Linked DNA regions of Mus musculus: region 2 is linked to region 1. The links are chromatin contacts, called in public Hi-C maps. All regions are on one chromosome and are shown on one strand. Each heading gives the region's core, a stretch centred on a gene start, on an enhancer-like site or on the middle of the called end of the contact. The rest is flanking DNA. Distances are from core to core; before and after follow the strand shown.

Evidence for each region. Hi-C and Micro-C count contacts between places; a contact is called where the count stands out from the background.
Region 2: a Hi-C map of the G1E-ER4 cell line shows a contact between it and region 1, with 2.8 times the contacts expected there. The contact joins two enhancer-like sites. A contact is called at or near these places in 3 of 15 datasets of contacts at CTCF or cohesin (the NIH/3T3 cell line and large pre-B cells), 25 of 484 Hi-C or Micro-C datasets (B cells, the C2C12 cell line, the G1E-ER4 cell line and 14 more), 7 of 115 datasets of contacts at active chromatin or transcription factors (T-cell acute lymphoblastic leukemia, astrocytes, craniofacial prominence and 4 more) and 1 of 9 other capture datasets (embryonic stem cells).

What each region holds. Positions count from the first base shown.
Region 1 is chr4:129,783,798-129,788,381 of GRCm38.p6, forward strand. No RefSeq gene overlaps it. Among named protein-coding and RNA genes, the nearest start is that of Ptp4a2, 34 kb to the right of the region's middle. Within about 2 kb of position 2,169, at least 17 of the 459 cell types and tissues checked have an H3K27ac peak or open chromatin away from gene starts, as enhancers often do. A contact at or near this core is called in the G1E-ER4 cell line and cortical neurons, where this site is marked.
Region 2 is chr4:130,197,704-130,202,492 of GRCm38.p6, forward strand. No RefSeq gene overlaps it. Among named protein-coding and RNA genes, the nearest start is that of Ldc1, 22 kb to the right of the region's middle. Within about 2 kb of position 1,403, at least 54 of the 459 cell types and tissues checked have an H3K27ac peak or open chromatin away from gene starts, as enhancers often do. A contact at or near this core is called in the G1E-ER4 cell line and cortical neurons, where this site is marked.

The sequences.
Region 1 (4,584 bases), core at 919-3,418:
AACCAAAAAGAAAATGTGAAAAGAGGGCTGGGGCTCAGCTCAGTGATAGATAGCAAGCATCGGGTTCTGAGTTTGATTCCCAGTAACCCCCCCCCCCAAAAAAAAAGCAAACCAAACTAAACTTCCAGGCTTCTCATCTATTTGGCAGGAGTCCCAAGTCCATTTCCAAACTGATTAAGATAAAGCTGAAAGGTGCTGGAGAGATGGCTCAGCAGTTAAGAGGATCTGGGTTTAATTCTCAACACCCACATAGTGGTTCACAAACATCTAGAAGTCCAGTTCTAGGAGATCCAATGACCTCTTCTGGCTGCTGTGGGCACTAGGCATACCTGTGGAGCACAGACTCACATGCAGGCAAAACACCTATACACATAGAAATAATTACAACTAGGGCTGGAGAGATGGTTCAGTGGTTAAGAGCACTGACTGCTCTTCTGAAGGTTCTGAGTTCAAATCCCAGCAACCACATGGTGGCTCACAACCATCAGTAATGAGATCTGCCGCCCTCTTCTGGTGTGTCTGAAAACAGCTACAATGTACTTAGATATAATAATAAATAAATCTTAAAAAAAAAAATACAACTAAGCTGGGGGTTGTGGCACACGCCTTTAATCCCAGCACTCCGGAAGCAGAGGCAGGCAGATTTCTGAGTTCGAGGCCACCCTGGTCTACAGAGTGAGTTCCAGGACAGCCAGGGCTACAGAAAGAAACCCTGTCTTGAAAAAAACAAAACAAAACAAAATGAAACAAGATTTTTATTTGTCTTAGTTAAGGTTGCTATTGTGCTGATAGAACACCATGACCAAAGCAACTCAGGGAGGAAAAGGCAGAGACAGATGGATCTCTATGAGTGTGAGGCCAGCCTTGTCTACATAGATAAGATAGCTCTGACTCCAGGAAAGAGCTATGGAATAGAGAGATCCTGTCTCAAAAGACAAACAACATCATCAACAACAAAAAAATGTACTTTATTTTGTGTATATAAATGCTTTGCCTGCATGTGTGTGTGGTATACTATATGCATGCCTGGTACCCAGAAAGCCCAGAATAGGGTATCGGATCTCCTGGAATTGTGATCCTGAGCCAGCATGTGGGTGTTGGGAATCCTCCAGGGAACCTGGAGGAGCAGCCTGTGCTCTTAACCACTGAGCCATCTCTCCAGTCCACACAAAGGTAACGATTTCATGATTAGAATGACTGTGTCTTCTTGCAACCTGCTTTCTACTGTCCACACCCCTGACCACCAGACCTCTTTACTAGTCAAGAAAGCTGTCTTTTTTTTTTTTCTCTTAATGGTTATTAAAGAGCATCTAGGAGCCCCTGCTTTCTAGCAGATAATGTTCACACTGGCTTGCAGCCACTGGGTTTAGTCTAGGTAAAGCAAGACCATGATCTATCTGAGAGCTGGTTTCTGATCTCCTGATGCTGGCTGGCATCAGGCGCTCAGACTGCAGGGATGACAGTCAACGGGAAATCAGCCTTTGAGGATAACCTTGGCTTGTTGGAATACAGGAGTTATTTAGCTAAATGGCACTGAAATATTATTCCCACTAGAGGGCACTGGTGAGCCATTTAGCGTTTCCACCAGGCTCACGGAAACTCTTCCCTGTAAGAAAGGTTACTGCCTGAAGCAACCTCCCAGATGACTAGGCAACCAAGTAAACTCTCCTATTCCAGAAGAGTGATGATGTATCAGAGGAAATCTGGTTAAACACACTACAAGGACAACATAAGAGAAAATAAAATCAAGGTATCTAGCCCCCCTATGTAAATACCTTAGTAATATTTTTCTTTCTTTCTTTCTTTCTTTCTTTCTTTCTTTCTTTCTTTCTTTCTTTCTTTCTTTTTTTTTTCTTTCTTTTTTTTTTTTTTTTTGGTTTTTTGAGACAGGATTTCTCTGTATAGCCCTGGCTGTCCTGGAACTCACTTTGTAGACCAGGCTGGCCTCGAACTCAGAAATCCACCTGCCTCTGCCTCCCGAGTGCTGGGATTAAAGGCATGCGCCACCACGCCCAGCTAGTAATATTTTTCATGTACATTATAGAACCTTCTAACAATATGGGAAAATACACGGAAGAGAAAATCACCTGATGTGTTGTGACCTGAGACTCGCACCAGTCATGGGTTTGACTATCTTTTTGAAACCTGCTTTTTCATTTGGAGACTATGCTGTGGGTTTCTATCCCTGTCAATATCTTTAACATTAGAAGCCTCAGGACAGGTCTTACATATATGCTTCATACTTCTTTTTCTACTCAAGTAGCTCCAAAGACAGAGAAAAATGAATGTTTGGGAGGGCAGGTGCTCTGCGAGGCTGGGTGGGGCTAGAGTGTAAAAACAGGAAGAAGCTATTTGGGTTTTTTTTTTGTTTTTTTTGTTTTTTGTTTTTTAAAAAAGATTTATTTATTATTTTATCTAAGTACACGGTAGCTGTCTTCAGATGCACCAGAAGAGGACGTCAGATCTCATTACGGATGGTTGTGAGCCACCATGTGGTTGCTGGGATTTGAACTCAGGACCTTTGGAAGAGCAGTCGGTGCTCTTAACCGCTGAGCCATCTCTCCAGCCCGGAAGCTATTTGTTATGTTACATTTTTTACCTTAAATCTTTTTTTCAGACAAACGCTATGTTCTACAACATAACATCTTGAGTTCCAGTTCATGCTTATTTTTATTTAAAAATACTGTGGCCTGGGATGGCAAGATGGCTTAAGCCATACCTGGTGTCCTGAGTTTGATCCCCTGAACCCGTACAGTGGAAGACAGAAGTGCAGTCTGGAAAGTCATCCTGTGACTATTGCGTGCATACAGAGACATGTGGGTGCCCCGTCACCCCACCAGACATGCACGGGCACACACAAAGCATATTTATGTATGTGTGTGTGTGTGTGTGTGTGTGTGTGTGCATATATATATATATATATACACACACACACACACACACACACACACACACACATATATATATATATATATATATATATATATATATATATATATAGTATCTAGATCTCACTATGTAGACCTAGCTGTCTTGGAGTGCACAGAGATCTGCCTGCCTTTGTCTCATGAGTGCAGAAACTAAGATGTGCTTCTATGCCTGACATTTTTTTTTTTTTTTTTTTTTGGTTTTTCGAGACAGGGTTTCTCTGTGTAGCCCTGGCTGTCCTGGAACTCACTTTGTAGACCAGGATGGCCTCGAACTCAGAAATCCGCCTGCCTCTGCCTTCCGAGTGCTGGGATCAAAGGCATGCGCCACCACTCCCAGCGCCTGACATATTTTTTTTAATTTGTATTAATGTTTATCTATTTATAATATTTATTGGCTTTTGAGACACAAGCTCTCTACATAGCCCTGGCTGTCCTAGGACTTGCTATGTGGACCAGGCTGGCCTCAAACGCAGAGAAATCTGCCTGCCATTCTCTCTGGAGTGCTGGGATTAAAGGCGTGCCTAACTATTTATTTTAATTTTATGTGTATGAGTTATTTTGTTTTGTATTGATTTCTTTTGAGACAGGGTTTCTCTGTGTAGTTTTGGATTTCCTGGAGCTCACTCTGTAGACCAGGCTGGCCTCAAAATCAGAGATCCACCTGCCTCTGCCTCCCAAGCACTGGGATTAAAGGTGTGCACTGTCATGCCAGGCTGTTTTTTGTTTTTAAAAAATGTGAGCCAGGTGGTGGTGGTGGCATACGCCTTTAATCCCAGCACTTGGGAGGCAGAGGCAGGCGGATTTCTGAGTTCGAGGACAGCCTGGTCTACAGAGTGAGTTCCAGGACAGCCAGGGCTACATAGAAAAAAAAATGTGTATGGGTGATTTGCTGCCTGCATGTATGTATGTGCAGCACATGTGTGCCTGGTCCCTGCTAAGGCCAATAGAGGGCATCATATACAATTGTGAGCTTCTATGTTGGTGCTAGAAATTAAACCTGGGTCTTCTGCAAGAACAGCTAATGCTCTTAACCACTGAGTACGAGTCCCATGTTCATACATGTATGTATGTATGTATGCATGCCACATATGTGTCTGGTGCCCACAGAGGCCAGAAGAAGGCATCAGATCCCCTAAATCTAGAGTTATGAAGAGTTGTGAGCTGTCATGTGGGTGCTGGGAACTGAACCAAGGTCCCTTGCAAGAGCAACAACTGTTCTTAACCACTGAATTGTCTCTTTAGACCACACCCAGCATGATACTTAAAAAATTAAATACTGTATTTTTTCTCCTCCATATCTTTTGTTTGTTTGTTTGTTTCATTTTTATTTTTTCAGGCAAGGTCTCATTGGCCTTGATCTCATTGTGTAGCTAAGGACAGTCTGGTCTTGAACTCCCACTTCTACCTTTCTAAGGTGGGATGTACAGGAGGGTGCCACTGCACCAATCATCCTCCCTATCTCTGTGACATTTTACGATACAGACAAAGCAAGGGACAGTGTTGAACATTTAAATCACCTGCAGTTTTTCCTTCCTACCAACACTAATGCAGTGACTGTCCTTAGGCCTGTGTATTTTCTCTAGTCTGATGAGATCATTAGAATGGAGCTCTAGAACTTTCCTTTGTTCCTTGCCGCTTTTGAAAACCTGATACC
Region 2 (4,789 bases), core at 153-2,652, 410 kb after region 1:
ACATGCATGCCATGGTATGTGCCCACCCCTTACTCCCCCACCCCCTAGTCCCTCACCTCTGACAAAGTAAACAAATAAATATAAATTAATGTTTAAAATTTTTAAATTTCACTGTAGAGTTTAAGTATTTTACTTTTTAAAGCTTGATTTTTTATTTATGTGTATGAGTGTGTGTGTGTGTGTGTGTGTGTGTGTGTGTGTACTACCTGCATAGGGATGCCAGCAGAGGTCAGAATAGGATGTTCCTGGAGTAGAAGTTATAGGGAGACTTGTAAGTCACCTGATGTGGGCTCTGGGATCTGAATTCAGGTCCCTGCAAGAGCAACATAGGGTCTTAACTGCTGAGTCACCTGTCCAGTCCTTGGATTTTGTTTTAAGGAGAACCTTCCAGACTACTTATTAAACACGCAGACTCCTGGTCTCACCTCCCAGAGATGATCCAGTGGGTCTGAATGAAGATCAGCTTTAAGCAACTAAGATGTTTGACGACAACAATAGCGTCTAACTTTGGGGGAAGTTATATAAGAATTTCAGGTATTTCCCTCTTTTTACAAAGCTCCCATTGCTGTGTGGATGCCGTGTATATGCCGGTAACCCCAACAGTCAGGAGACTGAGGCAGGAGGCTAATGAGTTCCACGTCTCCTCTTTGACCTCCTAGGTCAGCCCAGACCTGTCAGCCTCTCTGGTCAGTGCTTCTGGGCCAGCCTCCTCCCCAGCCTATGAGCTGTCTTCTGTATCCTCTGATTCCATCTGTGCGTCACCTTCTCGGGCACTCCCTGAATTCCCTTCGTCATCCAGCACGTTCTATCATTCTCTAGTTTATCTCCTTATCTACTTCCTGTCTCCCTCCACTCCCACAAGGATGCCCTTGCAAAAGAGCTGTGATCTCTCTTGTTCCCTTCCTGACTAACCCTGGGGCCCACGGCAATGTGGCAAAGAGTAAGTGCTCAGTAAGCATTATGAATGAATGAAGTAGGCAAGGACAAATGACTACTGAGAATCGTCTCTCTAGACTATTAGCGCCTCAGAAGGTGTGGGGTGGGGTTGCAAAAGAAAAAGAGGAAAGGGGGGTGGTGCTGCAATGGATCAACGTGTCTTGCCACCAATTCTGGTTTCAGGATTTCGATCCCCACAACTCCACAAAGGTTGGAAGAGAAGGGAACCAACTCTTGGAAGTTATCCTTTGGTTGCCACGTGGTCATCGTGGCAAGAGTGTGTCCCCTGGAAACACACTCACACACATACAAAATAAACGAAGGTTTAAAGGGGCGGGGACGGGTGAGAGGCGGGGATGGTGGTGGTGGAGACTCATTTGGCCTTTGATAACTGGAGTTCAGAAACCCAATGGGAGCTCAACCCAGGCGCAATGCCGATCACGGCCAGTAGGTGGTAGAAAGGCACCGTGGCTGAAGCATAGACTAAGCAGGGCACCTAGCACCTGGGTTGATCCTGAGCCATGTTTGCTGTGCTCAGACCTCGCTGAAGAGTGGGACCCACCGAGGACGGTAGACTTTAATCCCTGGCTTTCGTACTGGCGAGGGGACCCAGGGAAAGCTGCTTCTACATGTGGGTAGGAAAAAGTCCCGAGGACTTCCGGGGTCGTGGGTGGAGTCGGGATCTGCAGAGATCCCGGGCCACCTCAAGTGTCAGGCATCTCCCAGTCTTTGTACCTCCATCAACCTCCACCCACTCTGTACCTGTGCCCACGGCAGGACACGGATGAGGACAAACCGACAGCTCTCTGACTCCAGCTGTCCTTGCACAACCCGCAGCGGTGCGCAGGCGAATCCTCTCCCAGCCTTGTTCTGGCTGTGTGCCTGCTCCCTTCTGGGAACAAGAAGCTCCTCCTGCCCTCTTCTCTTCGTGATGGCCTTGGTACTTGAATCACTGGGAAGCGAATCTGAGGAAAATTCAGCCTGCTGGCTCCAGTGCTCTACACAGGCTTCGATGCATCACTCGCCCTCCACCCTGCCCTGCTTGGCTTGAGGGCTAACCCGCTTCCCGCCTGGCTTCTAAGCCTTCTTTCTCTTCCTTGACGGATTTTGCTCTTGGAATTCAGAGCATGATTTCTCACCCTAAAATGAACCCTCCCTCTTCCTTTGGTCCCCGTCTTCCTGCAGCCTTCCCTTCCGTTTCTGCTACAGTACATCTCCCTGAGGAGCTGTCCGTGCTGGGCTCCCTCACACTCCTTGGACCCCAGAAGCCCATCAGTGGCCTCCGCCTCATCTTGTTTTTTCCCTCACCTCATCTCGTTTCTTTCATCAGCAGCCTTGGATACAGCCGAGCATCCTTTTCTTCTTTTTCTACTGCTGATGTCCTTGACCCAGAACTGTGGAGGCCACCCAATATTGTCCCCTCTCGTTCTCTCATCTTGACCTCTCCTTAGAAACTGGTTCTTGTAGGGTGTAGGGCCCTCCAAACTTGTTGAAGCAGAGCCTTGATTTCCACCCACCCAACCCCCATTCCCCACCCTAGCCATGAAAGGGCAGCCCTGGCCCTAAACCTTGAAGTCCGATTTTGTTGTTGTTGTTGTTGTTTTGTTTTGTTTTTCGAGATAGGGTTTCTCTTGTATAGCCCTGGCTGTCCTGGAACTCACTTTGTAGACCAGGCTGGCCTCGAACTCAGAAATCCGCCTGCCTCTGCCTTTGCTGGGATTAAAGGCTTGCACCACCATGCCCGGCTTGAAGTCCGATTTTACTTCCTCTTATACCCATCTGTCGGGCTGCCTGGCGGTGTTACTGCTGCTCAGAGGAGGCCGATTGCAGTCCGTGACGGGGTCTCCAGGCATCTTTCTCTATCGTTCTCCAAGGAAGCAGAAGGGATGAATTTCGAGGATCTCTGGTCTAGCCTGAACGAAAGGTTCCAAGGGGCTCTGGTCTGGCATGAAAGCCTGTGCAAGTAGCCTGGGTCTCTCCCGCTACTGCTACCATCCAGCAGCGCCAGTGCCAGAGGCAGCAGTGGTGGAAGGTGGCGAGTAGCATGCAGTCCGGAACCACAGCAGGAGCTGTGAGGCAAGCCAGAGGCAGGAAGTACGATGGACAGCGAGAAAGGCGAGAAGTAGCACCCGGCCCAGGGAGCGCCAGCAGTGGCGGTCAGGAGCACTGAGCCCAGCTTGCAGGCAGATCCAAGGTCCAGCAATGAAGGCTTCAGAATGCTTCCGGAGAGAAAACTGATCCAGTGTGTCACAGCTCAGTAAAACAGATACTCTCCGATGACTCTTGGTGAAATAACTCGTGCACTTTATTCCATGTAGATGGGGACATGATAAACATTTTGGGAGGAGGGTGTGAACCGGGAGTAAATGCTTCCCAATAGCTCAGTCTGAGATACTAGGGATGCTCTATTTGCATGGGGAAGGACTTCAGGTGTTGTCCCTGTGGGACTGGTTGTCATGGCCCTCTCCATGGGGGGTCATGGTTACCTGTTCTGAACAAGTAGAACTTGGCAGGGAGCTGGCTCCATGCCTGCCTGTCTCAATTCTGAGATTCCCCAGGATTTGAGCCTGCTTGATCTGACTAGTTCTTCTGTCTGATGGCACAGCCCTCTGGCCCTACACCCATCCCTCCTCCTCCTCCTCCTCCTCCTCCTCCTCCTCCTCCTCCTCCTCCTCCTCTTCCTCCTCCTCTTCCTCCTCCTCCTCTTCCTCCTCCTCCTCTCCCTCCTCCTCCTCATTTTAAAGATTAGTTTACATATTTTTATGTGTACAAGTGCTCTGTTTTCATGCACACCAGAAGAGGGCATCAGATCCCGTTACAGATGGCTGTGAGCCACCATGTGGTTGCTGAGAATTGAACTCCTCTAGAAGAGCAGCCACTGCAGCACTCCCCATCCCTTTTCTAACAGCTGACAGAGATCCTCCTTGCTGCCTCTGCATTCACTCCTGCACTCTGCCTTCACCTGCTCAAATTAACATTAAGATCCTTGATGGGGCAGCTTGGACCCTTTCCCTGCCTCATCTTAACTTCCTGTCCCCACCTGGCTGCTAACATGGGTCTTCAGGCCTTCCTTGGAGTTCATCATCCTGACCTTTGGACTCAATGTTTGCCGTGTAGTGTCCTCTTGGGTGCACCCCACCCCTTGTCTTGGCTCTGAGTGGTCACCTGCCCCTGTGCCATCCACTGCTGCTCACTTCCTCCTATTTCTCTTTCATTTTTTTTGCAGGACTTATGATCGCACATCCCTTTGTGAGTTTGCTTATGGTCTGTCTGCCTTTTCTTGACTGAAAAGCTTTCCCTCTCATATTGAACATGAGTTTTTCAGATCTAGAACAGCACCAAGGGATAGATGAATGGGTGGGTGAATGGGTGGGTGGATGGATGGAAGGATGGATAGATAGATACATGATGGGTGGATGACTGATGTCTGATGGATGGGTAGATAGATGGATAATAGATAACATAAGAGGATGGATGGATAGGTACTAAATTGCTAGGTGAATGAATGAATGAACAGGTGGATGAATCATAAGTGGATGGATGGTTAATGATGAATGGATGGACGGTGGGTGATGGATGCCCAGTAGGAAGATGGATGAATGGATGAGAGAAGAATAAATGATAGACGAATGAAGGATGGATGATGATGATGGATGGGTGGATGGATAATGAATGAATGGATGGATGGATGGATGGATGGATGGATGGATGGATGATGGATAGATGATGGGTGGGTGGATGATGGGTGGATGGATAGATGGATGAGTGATGGGTAGATGATGGTGGATGAATGGATGATGGGTGGATGATGGGTGGATGAATGGATGATGGATAGATGATGGATGGATGTATG